Regions from separate parts of the Sus scrofa genome. Here all the other regions are linked to region 1. A link is a contact called in public Hi-C, HiChIP or PLAC-seq and promoter capture Hi-C data. All regions are on one chromosome and are shown on one strand. Each heading gives the region's core, a stretch centred on a gene start, on an enhancer-like site or on the middle of the called end of the contact. The rest is flanking DNA. Distances are from core to core; before and after follow the strand shown.

Region 1 (2,723 bases), core at 101-2,600:
ATCTTCCTAGACCAAATATAAATAGCAAGAGGCATATGAAACGTCCGATACGCAGTAAAAACATTTTACATCAAGAAGTTGACCAAAAGCATCTGATAGATGACATGAGGAGCTAACTTACAAGAAAGGCACTTCCTTCGGCGACTACAAACTGTCACATTTAAACAGAAGATCATCTGCTGCTATCTACCCAATTCTTAGCAATAAGAAGTAACACCGCTTTACGCAAGGAAATACAGCCTGCATGTGTCTTTTGGCCAAGAGCTGGGGACTGAAAGTGGCAAAACCAATAACGGAAATTGGGACGGAGACACAGAACAAAGGTATTCAAGAATATCATTTAAATAACGGACGTCTCCTTACTTTCAAGACTAGGGAAGGGTCTGGGGGCCCCTTTACCCTCCCTTCCCTCGATGGGAAAGACAGTTGAAATAACGGACGCCTCCTTAAAGCACTAAAACGAAGACCCCTCCCCCTCCCATCAAGCCAGAAGTGGCGAAGATCCCAGGCCGCGCCCCCATCCCCCCCTCCGCCTCCGAGAGGCCGGGGCACTGCTATCCATCTTTCTCCAGCGCTAGCTCCTCACGGGCCGCAGACCAGTGGAGGCGGAATCCTCCGTCCCGCGAGACGAAGCAAAACGCCAACAGGGGAATAGCGAGAGCTCTGAGCCCCTTAACATCCCCCGAGGAAAGGAGACGCGGAAAAGGCCTCCATCCCACAAATCCGTGCTACCACGAGCGGCCCCTGCGCCCCGGACCTGAAGCCGGGAGGCTAAAGCCGCAGCAGCTTGGGAACGAGAGACTGCAGTCAGCAGCCCCTTCAAGCCCTCCATGCCAAGGCTGAGGCTCGCCGGGGGCACCTGAGGGGCCACCGGAAAAAAGCGAGGCAGTGGGGGAGGGGCCGGCCGCGCGGGGCCTGCTCCGACCCGCACAAAAGGGACCGTGTCCCCTCCCGTCCCAGTCCCACGAGAGCCCCACCGTCGCTGGCCTATGGACGCCGTGCTACCAAAGCCGTCGCGCTCGGCCCTTCCGCGGATCCGCTAGGGCTTTAAAACCCCAGTTGGGCCGCCCGCCGCTCCAGTCGCGACGACCAGAGCTTCACCTGAATCCAGTCCCGGATAAGACCGAAGCCATTTCAAACCCGTCAGTTTTGGGCGCATGCGCCAACTTCCCCGTCTTCCTCCACGCCTCTCCCCCACCCAACTCGCCGAGGAGCGGCACTTACGGGCGTACGTTCTACGTGCGCGTTCCCCAGCTCGACTTCAATACGCTCACGGCTTTCGCTACGCCGGTAGAATTAGAGCGCGCCTAAGAAGGGTTACCTTGGCTTCGCGTAACAATGAGCCTGTGTCCCTGCGCAGGCTCAAAGGAAAAGGCTTTGCGAGTGGGAAGAACCGCCAGTCACGTGATCCGATGACCCTGTCGCCATTTTGTGTTTTTTTGTCTTTTTTAAAAAAATAATTCAAGATCTTTGAAAAATGCATATAAGCCTGACATCCTAACTTTTTAAAAAAACTGAGATGAAATTGATTTCACATATAATTCACTCGTTTAAGTGTTTTATATTGTATAGTTCAATGTCTTTTAGCAGAGTCATAACATTATGCACCCTCCACCTTAAAAGAAACCCCTACCCACGAAGCAGTCACTCCTTAATCCCTTCTCGCTGCAGCCCTAGGCAACCACTAATCGGATTTATCTCTATGGATTTGCCTATCTTAGACTTTTCATATTAATAGAATCATACTGACATATGGCCTTGTGTATCTAGCTTTTATAACTTACGATATTATGTCCAAGTTTCATGTTGTAGCACGCATCAGTACTTCGCTCCATTGTATGGGTAATACCACAATTTGTCCATTTGTCATTTGTTCATTTGGGTTGGTTCCACCTTGGGGCTGTTGTGAATAATGTTGCTATGAAGGGTCACATTTTGTTTGTACACCTGTTTTCAATTATCTAGGATTTATGCCTAGGAGTGGATTCTGGGTTACATGGTAATGTTCTACGTAACCTTCTGAGGAATTGCCAACCTGTTTTTTTAGTGACTAAACCAGTTTATATTCCCACAAGTAGCAAAATTAAGTGTCCATTCCATGAATATGGAATATCTTTCCATTTATTTAGGTCTTCTTTAATTTCCTTCAGCATGTATTGCAGATTTTGGAATTCCATTCTTTTTTTTTTTTTTTTCTCTTTTTTTCCCTCTTTTTAGGGCTGCACCAGAGGCATATGGAAGTTCCCAGGCTAGGGGTCAAATTTGACCTATATTTGACAGCCTATGGCACAGCCACAGCAATAGGGGATCCAAACCGAGTCTGCAACCTACACCACAGCTCAATGCAATGCTGGATAATTAACCCACTGAGTGAGGCCACGGATCAAACCTGAATCCTCATGGATCATAGTCAGGTTTGATACTGCTGAGCAAGGATGGGAATTCCCTGAGTTCAACTCTTGCATCTCCTTAAGTACATTTAATTCCTCAACTGTTTGTTTTTGTTTGTATTGTTTGCTGTTTTTTTTTTGTTTTTTTTTTAAGGGCCGCAGCCACAGCATATGGAAGTTCCCTAGCGAGGGGTCAAATCACAGCTGCAGCTACCAGCCTACTCTACAGTCACAGCAATGCACGATCCAAGCCATATCCAGGACCTACACCAGCTCATGACAACACTGGATTCTCAAACTACTGAGCAAGGCCAGAGATCTGAACCTACATCA
Region 2 (2,723 bases), core at 96-2,595, 220 kb after region 1:
CTGCAACTCAGTAATAAAAGGACAATGAAATTTAACAAAAAATGGGCAAAAGATTTGAACAGACATTAACAAAGGGGGATATACAAATGACTAGGCATGTGATCAAGTAATATTATTAGTGATGGAGGAATGCAAATTAAGGCTGTTAGGACTGACGGCATCAAATGTCAAGGATATGCAGAAACTGAAATTCTCACACATTGTTGGTGATAGTGTAAAATGTTACAACCACTTGGCTAAAGCTCTATTAAACCTAAATATAAACCTACCCATAGTCAAGAAATTTCACCCCAAGATATGTACTCAAGACAAATACCTGCAAACTATTGCCTTTGGAGTAGACAAACAATGAGATCCTGCTATAGCACAGGGAACTGTATTGAAACACGTGATGGAACATGATGGAGGATAATGCGAGAAATAGAAGATGTGTACACCTAGGTCACTTTGCTGTACAGCAGAAATTGACAGTACATTGTAAATCAACCATAATAAAAATTTATTTAAAAAGGCGAATACAAGCACACATCCACCAAAAAATGTATACAAGAATATTTGTCCTGGAGTTCCCGTCGTGGCGCAGTGGTTAATGAATCCGACTAGGAACCATGAGGTTGCAGGTTTGATCCCTGGCCTTGCTCAGTGGGTTGAGGATCCAGCATTGCCGTGAGCTGCGGTATAGGTTGCAGACGTGGCTCGGATCCCGCATTGCTGTGGCTCTGGTGTAGGCTGGTGGCTTCAGCTCTGATTGGACCCCTAGCCTGGGAATCTCCATATGCCGCAAGAGCGGCCCTAGAAAAGGCAAAAAGACAAAAGACAAAAAAAAAAAAAAAAAAAAAAAAAAAAAAAGAATATTTGTCCTGCTTTATTCAAGATAGCAAAACACTGTAAATCATTCGTCAACAGGAGACTGGCCAAACAGACTACTATTCAGCAATAAAAAGAAACAAACTTCTGGTTCGTGTAACAAAATGGATGCATCTCAAAAACGTTATACTGAGTGAAAGAAGCCAGACACAAAATAGTACACATCATTTGATTTTCATTATATGAAGTTGTAGAATAGACAACTCTAATCTCTGGTGAAAAAAAAATCGGGTTAGTGGCTGGGTTTCCAGTGGGGAAGGATGTTACTTGGGGAGGGTATGAAAAGAACTTTCTGGAGGTGAGAAGAACATTCTGTACCTTTTTCTTTTGTCTTTTGTCTACTTTGGGCTGCACCCGCGGCATATGGAGGTTCCCAGGCTAGGGGTTGAATAGGTGCTGTACCTGCCGGCCTACGCCAGGACCAGTGGATCCGGGCGGAGTCTTTGACCTACACCACAGCTCAACACCGGATCCTTAACCCACTGAGCAAGGACATGGATCGAACCGGCCTCCTCATGGATACTAGTCGGGTTAGTTAACCCACTGAGCCACAAAGAGAACTCTTAAGACAGCAAATGCTAATTGTAAACTTTAGGTGATATGTATACAGTGTTCATTATATAATTCTCAACTTTTCTGTACATTTGAAAATTTTCATGGTAAAATATTGGGAAAGGGGAAAGAATAAATTGCAGGGAGTTAAGAATGGAAGCACGTGTGAGAGATAATTATCAGGTAGTGACAGTGAGATGGAAAGGAAAGAGGAGATTCAAGGCACACCTGGATTTGGGCAACTGCAAATAGTACTAAGAGCTTACTAAGAGCGTGTGTGGGGCATGGGTCAGCGTGTCTAGAGAGAGGGCGGAAGCATTTAGTCTAGGTCGGGTTACGAAGAGTCCTTGCTTTCCTAACCCTAAAGCGAAGGATCAAGGGCGCCTTTTCAGCCTTTGCTGCCCCGGTGCGGCTCTCCAAGCTTTACCCTCCGGGCGCGGGAAGGGCTGCCCGCGCAGGTCACTTGGGATCGCGGCGGTCGGCGCATGCGCACGTCGCCTGGCGGACTCGTGTCTCTTTTCCTTTCCAGTGCTGATCACTGTTCACCAGTTTTTACCTGGCGGCAGTTTTCGGTCTCGGCGCCCAGGATGGAGCAGATGGGCGATTTGGAGCTGCTCATGGAGAAGAGTTTCGGTGACGAGGCTGCGCCGCCTGCGAAGCTGTGAGCAGAGTGGGGGTTGGGGCGGGGAGGATCTGGGAGCCAAGCGGGAATTTTGAAAAGAAAAGAGCGGGAGAGGCCGCAACCACGCCTCCATGGAACCGGGCTCTGGTAGGAGTGACCGAGCTCAGGTCTCCTGGCCCCGGCGAGTTTCTGGAGCTGGGGTCTGCTTCGCAGGGTTCTTTTTAGGGCTAAGCCCGGGCAAGAGCTCGAAGACTCTCCCTCACTCAGCAGGTCCTTCCTTACCTTACTATCACCGCTTTCTGGATTTTTTTGGGTCCCAGCCACCTTAAATGCCTTCATAAAAGGGAATTGCAACTGCTAGATGCTTTTCTTTTTCTTTTTTTTTTTTTTTTTTTGGTCTTTTTTGTCTTTTGTTGTTGTTGCTATTTCTTGGGCCGCTCCTGCGGCATATGGAGGTTCCCAGGCTAGGGGTTGAATCGGAGCTGTAGCCACCGGCCTACGCCAGAGCCACAGCAACGCGGGATCCGAGCCGTGTCTGCAACCTACACCACAGCTCACGGCAACGCCGGATCGTTAACCCACTGAGCAAGGGCAGGGACCGAACCCGCGACCTCACGGTTCCTAGTCGGATTCGTTAACCACTGCGCCACGACGGGAACTCCTAGATGCTTTTCTTGATGTT
Region 3 (2,723 bases), core at 152-2,651, 210 kb before region 1:
CCTGCTTGAAATGTCTGACCCTCTCCAACTTCTCATATTTTTGAAAACTTTGTATTACTGAAAACAACTGGAAAGGTGTTTTAGCCTCTATTAAAACCTCTCTAGCAGAGCCCCAGGTCAACTCCAGAAGTGAGACTTTACACTGAGCTGAAACCTGCCTCCCTGCAATTTCAGGCCTAGCCTCTGTCCTTAATCTCTCCCACACGACCCATCCTTCAGACAGCTGAAAAATAATCTGGTCTCCTCCATCTCAAAGCTTTATTTCTTTCATCCCTTGCTTCCATCAAACGAGGCTGGATTTCCAATTCCGGTGGTCTCCTTTGGAAAGCAATAGAGTATGGTCATGTCCCTTCTAATTTCAGCATCCCATAATTTAACAAGTTGCAAGGCAGGTAAACCAGGACCACTTCCTCCCCACCTGTGAGCACAAGTCTGCGCTACCTCGGCTTCCTACAACACCAAAACATTGTTTTTGTAGAAATTCCCCATCAAAAAGACCCAGAAACAGCAAGGAGAGAAAATTTTAAGTCGTATACAAGTTCAGGGACAATCTTTGCTCTCAGTGACCTTATCTCAGAGCAGAGACTCAGTCACAGGTTAAATCGCTATCTAAGGAAGTAAGAGCGGGAGGCAGCTATCGAGGTAATTGCACACGGTGTGCAGTTAAGCATCAATACATGTCTTTACATTTCCAAGGAAAATATGGCTAAAAATATTAAGAGGGACTGAACTTATCTTCTAAGGGCCGCTTCCCGGAAAACAAGTAGTACCTCCCTACTATGGTAAAAAAATGTCACTGCGGACGCCGCCCACGTGTGCGGATGGCCTTATGGGCTGGCCAGCCCCGCTGAAAGCTTTAAAGCCCTACCTACAATTCCCTCCGCGCACACTCACGCCGGGAGATATCAGTCTGGGCCAAAACGTGGGGGCCTAACCGTGACCGTTCTACTTTGCTCACCCGGTGCGGAGCGCCCAGACTCAGAGACCACGTGGGACACCCGGCCGGCTCTCCAGCTGCGATCGCCCCCCCCACCGGACCTCCGGGCAGTGCGCCCACCGCCCGCGGAGAGCACCGACCACTCTCCCGCGCCCCTTGGCCGAAACCCACGCCGATCACCGGCCAAGTCGGGTCCGCGCCTCGCGCCGCCAGCCCAGGCCCCTCATCTCAGAGCCCCTTGTCCTGCCTTGCCCCAGGTCCCTCGGCCCTCGGTGGTACCTTCTCATTTTGCTTTCGCGGCATCTCCACTTTTGCCGTGGCGGTTTCTGACTCCAAATCCGCGTCACTACGAAGTTTCCCCGGCATCACTCTGCACCTGCTGGGTAGGCCGACCGATCTCGTCAACCGCGTGGAGAGGAAGAGAGAGCCCAACCTTTTTAGCCCACCCAGCTCCCGTCACTTCCTGTAGCAGAGTTCATCCTGCGGAAGCGGAAGTTCCCCAGGGAGGCGGCGGCACATGTGGTTCCAAAGCAGCTGCAGCTCACGCCGGCTGGTGTGAGTTGAGTGTTTACAGTGCCTGAACTAGAAGCCACCCTCAGAAGGGTAAACGGAAGGAACCGCAAAGGTTGGCTTTATTGTCGTTAAAACACTGGCGAGATTTTCGCTAGCCTCGGCCTGATATTGGAAGATTTTTAGCTGTTTTTGAGTGGCGCCTTTTCAGTGCTTTATTTTAGATTGCTAGCCTTGGCAAGCTCCTTTCACGAGCAGATGCGCAGGACGTATATTCTTGGTTATCCTGTGGAAACGTCACACTTGAAAGGAGACGCCCAGACTCACTGGCCTCGATAGTAACTGGAGTTCTGTCAGGTCTGGTCATTACTGCGTGCACTCACCGTACCTCCCCCTGAGCATTCACCATGTCAGGTATGAGAAACAAGGCTAGGATTCAGCACAGAAGCCTTGCCTTCAAGACGTTTTATAGGCTGGGTGGAAATAGACGAGTGTCAGTTGTTTTGAAGGCACAGACAGGCAACTGAACCGGCCTTGGGGCCTGAAGAAAGGATCCCCAAACCACGTGGACCTCTATTAGAAAATACAGGGGCTCTCAGTCTTGCATAATGTGGACACTATACGAATTCAAGCAGTTGAGGAAAAGTGGTATATTGAATAATCTGTGACAGTATCGCTAAACTTCCTGTGAAGAACTAGTGAGACAAAGAACTGGGAGCCAATTCATCATGAAATCATTTTAAAAAATCGGTTGAGGGAGTTCCTGTTGTGGCTCAGTGGTTAACGAATCTGACTAGGAACCATGAGGTCTCAGGTTCGATCCCTGGCCTTGCTCAGTGGGTTAAGGATCTGGCGTGGCCGTGAGCTGTGGTGCAGGTCGCAGACGCGGCTCGGATCCTGTGTTGCTGTGTCTCTGGTGTAGGCCGGTGGCTACAGCTCCGATTGGACCCCTAGCCTGGGAACCTCCATATGCCGCAGGAGCGGCCCTCAAAAGGGAAAAAAAAAAAAAAAAAAAATCGGTTGAGGAGTTCCCACAGTGGCACATTAAGTTAACTGTCCAGCATGTCTCTGTGGAGTTGCAGTTTAGATCCCCCAGCAGGCACAGTGGGTTAAGGATCTGGTGTTGTCACATGTGGCATAGACTGCAGATTACAGCTGAGTCTTGGATTCCATCCCTGGCCCAGGAACTTCCACATGCCAACAGGTGCAGCAAAAAATGGGGTGGGTTGGGGGTGTGTGTGTGTGTGCGCGCGCGCGTGCATGTGAAATCTTCCCT
Region 4 (2,723 bases), core at 123-2,622, 180 kb after region 1:
GAAAAAAGCCAAAAAAAGTCTAGTGGTTCAGGTTTATGCTGTATTTTGAGATTCTGTTCTTGTTCAGACATAGCTCTATAGAAACACTGGCTCTTGTATATTATGATCAAATTTGCACATGACTATCAAATCCATTAAAAGCTAACCTTAAAAAAAAGGGCATACCATAAAAGTGAAAAAAAAAAAAAAGAAATCTAGACCCATCATTAATGACTAAATGTGGCTAGAAACACCTTGCAGAGGCATATATGGGTGGAAAGAGAAACGGGACCAGTGCCAATAATAGTGAAGGTTGGAGTAAGTATTAATGAAAATCGTGATAATTTCTGACAGAGGATAAAAGTTCAGAACAACTGTGGTCACAAAGAATAGGGATGAATTGGAGTTCCCGTCGCGGCGCAGTGGTTAACAAATCCGACTAGGAACCATGAGGTTGTGGGTTCGGTCCCTGCCCTTGCTCAGTGGGTTAAGGATCCGGCGTTGCCGTGAGCTGTGGTGTAGGTTGCAGACGCGGCTCGGATCCCACGTTGCTGTGGCTCTGGAGTAGTCCGGTGGCTACAGCTCCGATTGACCCCTAGCCTGGGAATCTCCACATGTCGTGGAAGCGGCCCAAGAAATAGCTAAAAAAAGACAAAAAAAAAAAAAAATAGGGATGAATTTTGCTCAAGTTGGAAGTGATGAGGGATTCATAGCAATAGAATAGTGTCCATAAGGGGTGGTTAAAAAAAGTACAGTCTTGTAATACAGTAGGGCTAGTAAGAAGAAACGGAAGTTCCTGAGAGTTTAGGAGCTGGTAGTGGGTAGAGCGGTGGAATTTGAGTGCTAAGCATAAGACAGAGATTCAGAACCTCCTGGCAAGTCAGAAGTATTTGTGTAATTCACAGAGCCCCAAAGAAAGAAGAACTTGCTTCAGCAACTATTTCTTTGGCAGAGGTGATGGGGTGGAATTGAAGCTTCCTGGTGAACCGTTAGGGAGGCAGAAACAGGCTCAGCGAGAAGCTCAGAGAAGGCAGAGGTGATTTGGTGGGAGAGACTACAATTTCAGAGGTTCCTGGAAAGAGTGAGCAAAGGCTGGAATTTTTTGTTGTTGTTGTCTTTTTGCCTTTTCTAGGGCCACTCCCGCTGCACATGGAGGCTCCCAGGCTAGGGGTCTAATAGGAGCTGTTGCTGCCAGCCTACACCAGAGCCACAGCAACGCCAGATCCGAGCTGCGTCTGCGACCTGCACCAGAGCTCATGGCAACGCTGGATCCTTAACCCACTGCGCAAGGCCAGGGATGGAACCCGCAACCTCATGATTCCTAGTCGGATTCTTTAACCACTGAGCCACGAAGGGAACTCCTGGGGCTCATTTTTAGGAAGGTCATAAGCAGCCCGCTGGACGGTTCCAGGTCAGTGGTCAATACAGGTCAACGGACGGTGGAGGACTTTCTGAGGTGGCGGGTTTTGGAAGGACCTTCTTGCTGGCCATGTTTCCCTTCCTCCGTCCGTAACAGAAGAGGCCTGAAGAGTGACTCCAGCCAGAAGCAGGGATTTTGGGTGAGGCCGGGGCGTGGGGACACGTCCAACGTGGGGGTGGGGGGAGGTGACGCCCCCTTCGGGCCTTGATCCAGGCCCCGCCTCTGGCGTACGCCATCAGCCCGCGCCGCGCTGCACCGCCGGCGGTATTCCGTCCCGCCCGCACGGCGGCGGGGTGCCCTGTCACCGCCTGCTCTGGGCATGGCTAGGGCTCTTGGACTGTGAGTTGGCGACCAAAGCTCCTGCGCGGCCCTGATCCTGATGGCGGCGGCGGCGGCCCTGGCAGCGGCCGAGCCACCTCCTGCGATGCCGCAGGCAGCAGGAACCGGAGGACCCGCCGCTCGCCGAGACTTCTACTGGTTGCGTTCCTTCCTGGCTGGAGGTGGGTGTCCGTCGGGAGGACCTGGTCGTACCCCGAGCTTTAGGGGCAGGATCCGGGGCAGGTTGGGTGCTTGCGGCCGCGATGACATTCTCGGACTTGGGCTGTTTCAATGCCCTGCCAGGTGTTTGCCGGGACCTGCTATAACCTCTTTCTATAATCAATTGAGTAATCTCATCAGGGTCCTGCAGAGGAAGGGCCTTGAGCTGTCGCGAAGCGGTAGGGGACCTGGAAGGGCTGAACCGGGCACCCATTCTTCAGGGTTGGATAGCCGGGAAAATAGAGGACTCCCTTCAAAGACTCCAGGGTTTCAGTGAAACATGCTGGGAGCTCCTTTCTTGTATAAAGACCATGAACGACTGGTGTAGAATTGGATTTTGCTGTTTGCTTAAAAGAAAACAAATATTGGAGGACAGCTTATTTTTTTTATATAATGATTTTTATTTTTTTCCATTATAGCTGGTTTACAGTGTTCTGTCAGTTTTCTACTATACACCATGGTGACCCAGTTATACATACATGTATACATTCTTTTTTCTCACATTATCATGCTCCATCATAAGTGACTAGACATAGTTCCCAGTGCTACACAGCAGGATCTCATTGCTAATCCATTCCAAAGGCAATAGTCTGCATCTATTAACCCTAAGCTCCCAATCCATCTCACTCCCTCCCTCCTCCTTGGCAACCACAAGTCTATTCTCCAAGTCCATGATTTTTTTTTTTTTCCTGTGGAAAGATTCATTTGTGCCATATATTATATTCAAGATATAAGTGATATCATATGGTATTTGTCTTTGTCTTTCTGACTTCACTCAGTATGAGTC

The links. Promoter capture Hi-C pulls out the DNA fragments that hold promoters and counts their contacts. Hi-C and Micro-C count contacts between places; a contact is called where the count stands out from the background. HiChIP or PLAC-seq counts read pairs in DNA pulled down with a chosen protein or histone mark.
Region 2: a contact with region 1 is called in an H3K27ac HiChIP or PLAC-seq map of skeletal muscle, with 4 times the contacts expected there. The contact joins the promoter of DNA2 here to the promoter of CCAR1 in region 1. A contact is called at or near these places in 2 of 5 promoter capture datasets (fetal liver and liver), 2 of 47 Hi-C or Micro-C datasets (embryonic fibroblasts and liver) and 2 of 2 datasets of contacts at active chromatin or transcription factors (alveolar macrophages and skeletal muscle).
Region 3: a contact with region 1 is called in a Hi-C map of liver, with 3 times the contacts expected there. The contact joins the promoter of DDX21 here to the promoter of CCAR1 in region 1. A contact is called at or near these places in 1 of 5 promoter capture datasets (fetal skeletal muscle), 1 of 47 Hi-C or Micro-C datasets (liver) and 1 of 2 datasets of contacts at active chromatin or transcription factors (alveolar macrophages).
Region 4: a promoter capture Hi-C map of liver shows a contact between it and region 1, with 10 times the contacts expected there. The contact joins the promoter of SLC25A16 here to the promoter of CCAR1 in region 1. A contact is called at or near these places in 4 of 5 promoter capture datasets (fetal liver, fetal skeletal muscle and liver), 29 of 47 Hi-C or Micro-C datasets (adipose tissue, alveolar macrophages, blood and 16 more) and 2 of 2 datasets of contacts at active chromatin or transcription factors (alveolar macrophages and skeletal muscle).

What each region holds. Positions count from the first base shown.
Region 1 is chr14:71,826,136-71,828,858 of Sscrofa11.1, reverse strand. CCAR1 (cell division cycle and apoptosis regulator protein 1) reads right to left here and starts at 1,350. Exons shown (of 25, transcript XM_021072498.1): 1 at 1,225-1,350.
Region 2 is chr14:71,605,689-71,608,411 of Sscrofa11.1, reverse strand. DNA2 (DNA replication ATP-dependent helicase/nuclease DNA2) reads left to right here and starts at 1,345. Exons shown (of 21, transcript XM_021072448.1): 1 at 1,345-2,080. The coding sequence starts at 1,905.
Region 3 is chr14:72,038,663-72,041,385 of Sscrofa11.1, reverse strand. DDX21 (nucleolar RNA helicase 2) reads right to left here and starts at 1,401. Exons shown (of 15, transcript XM_005657387.3): 1 at 1,217-1,401. The coding sequence starts at 1,303. LOC106508089 (a long non-coding RNA gene) reads left to right here and starts at 1,433. Exons shown (of 3, transcript XR_001304647.2): 1 at 1,433-1,861.
Region 4 is chr14:71,649,990-71,652,712 of Sscrofa11.1, reverse strand. It overlaps SLC25A16 (graves disease carrier protein), which reads left to right and starts at 1,372. Exons shown (of 9, transcript XM_021072451.1): 1 at 1,372-1,899. The coding sequence starts at 1,779.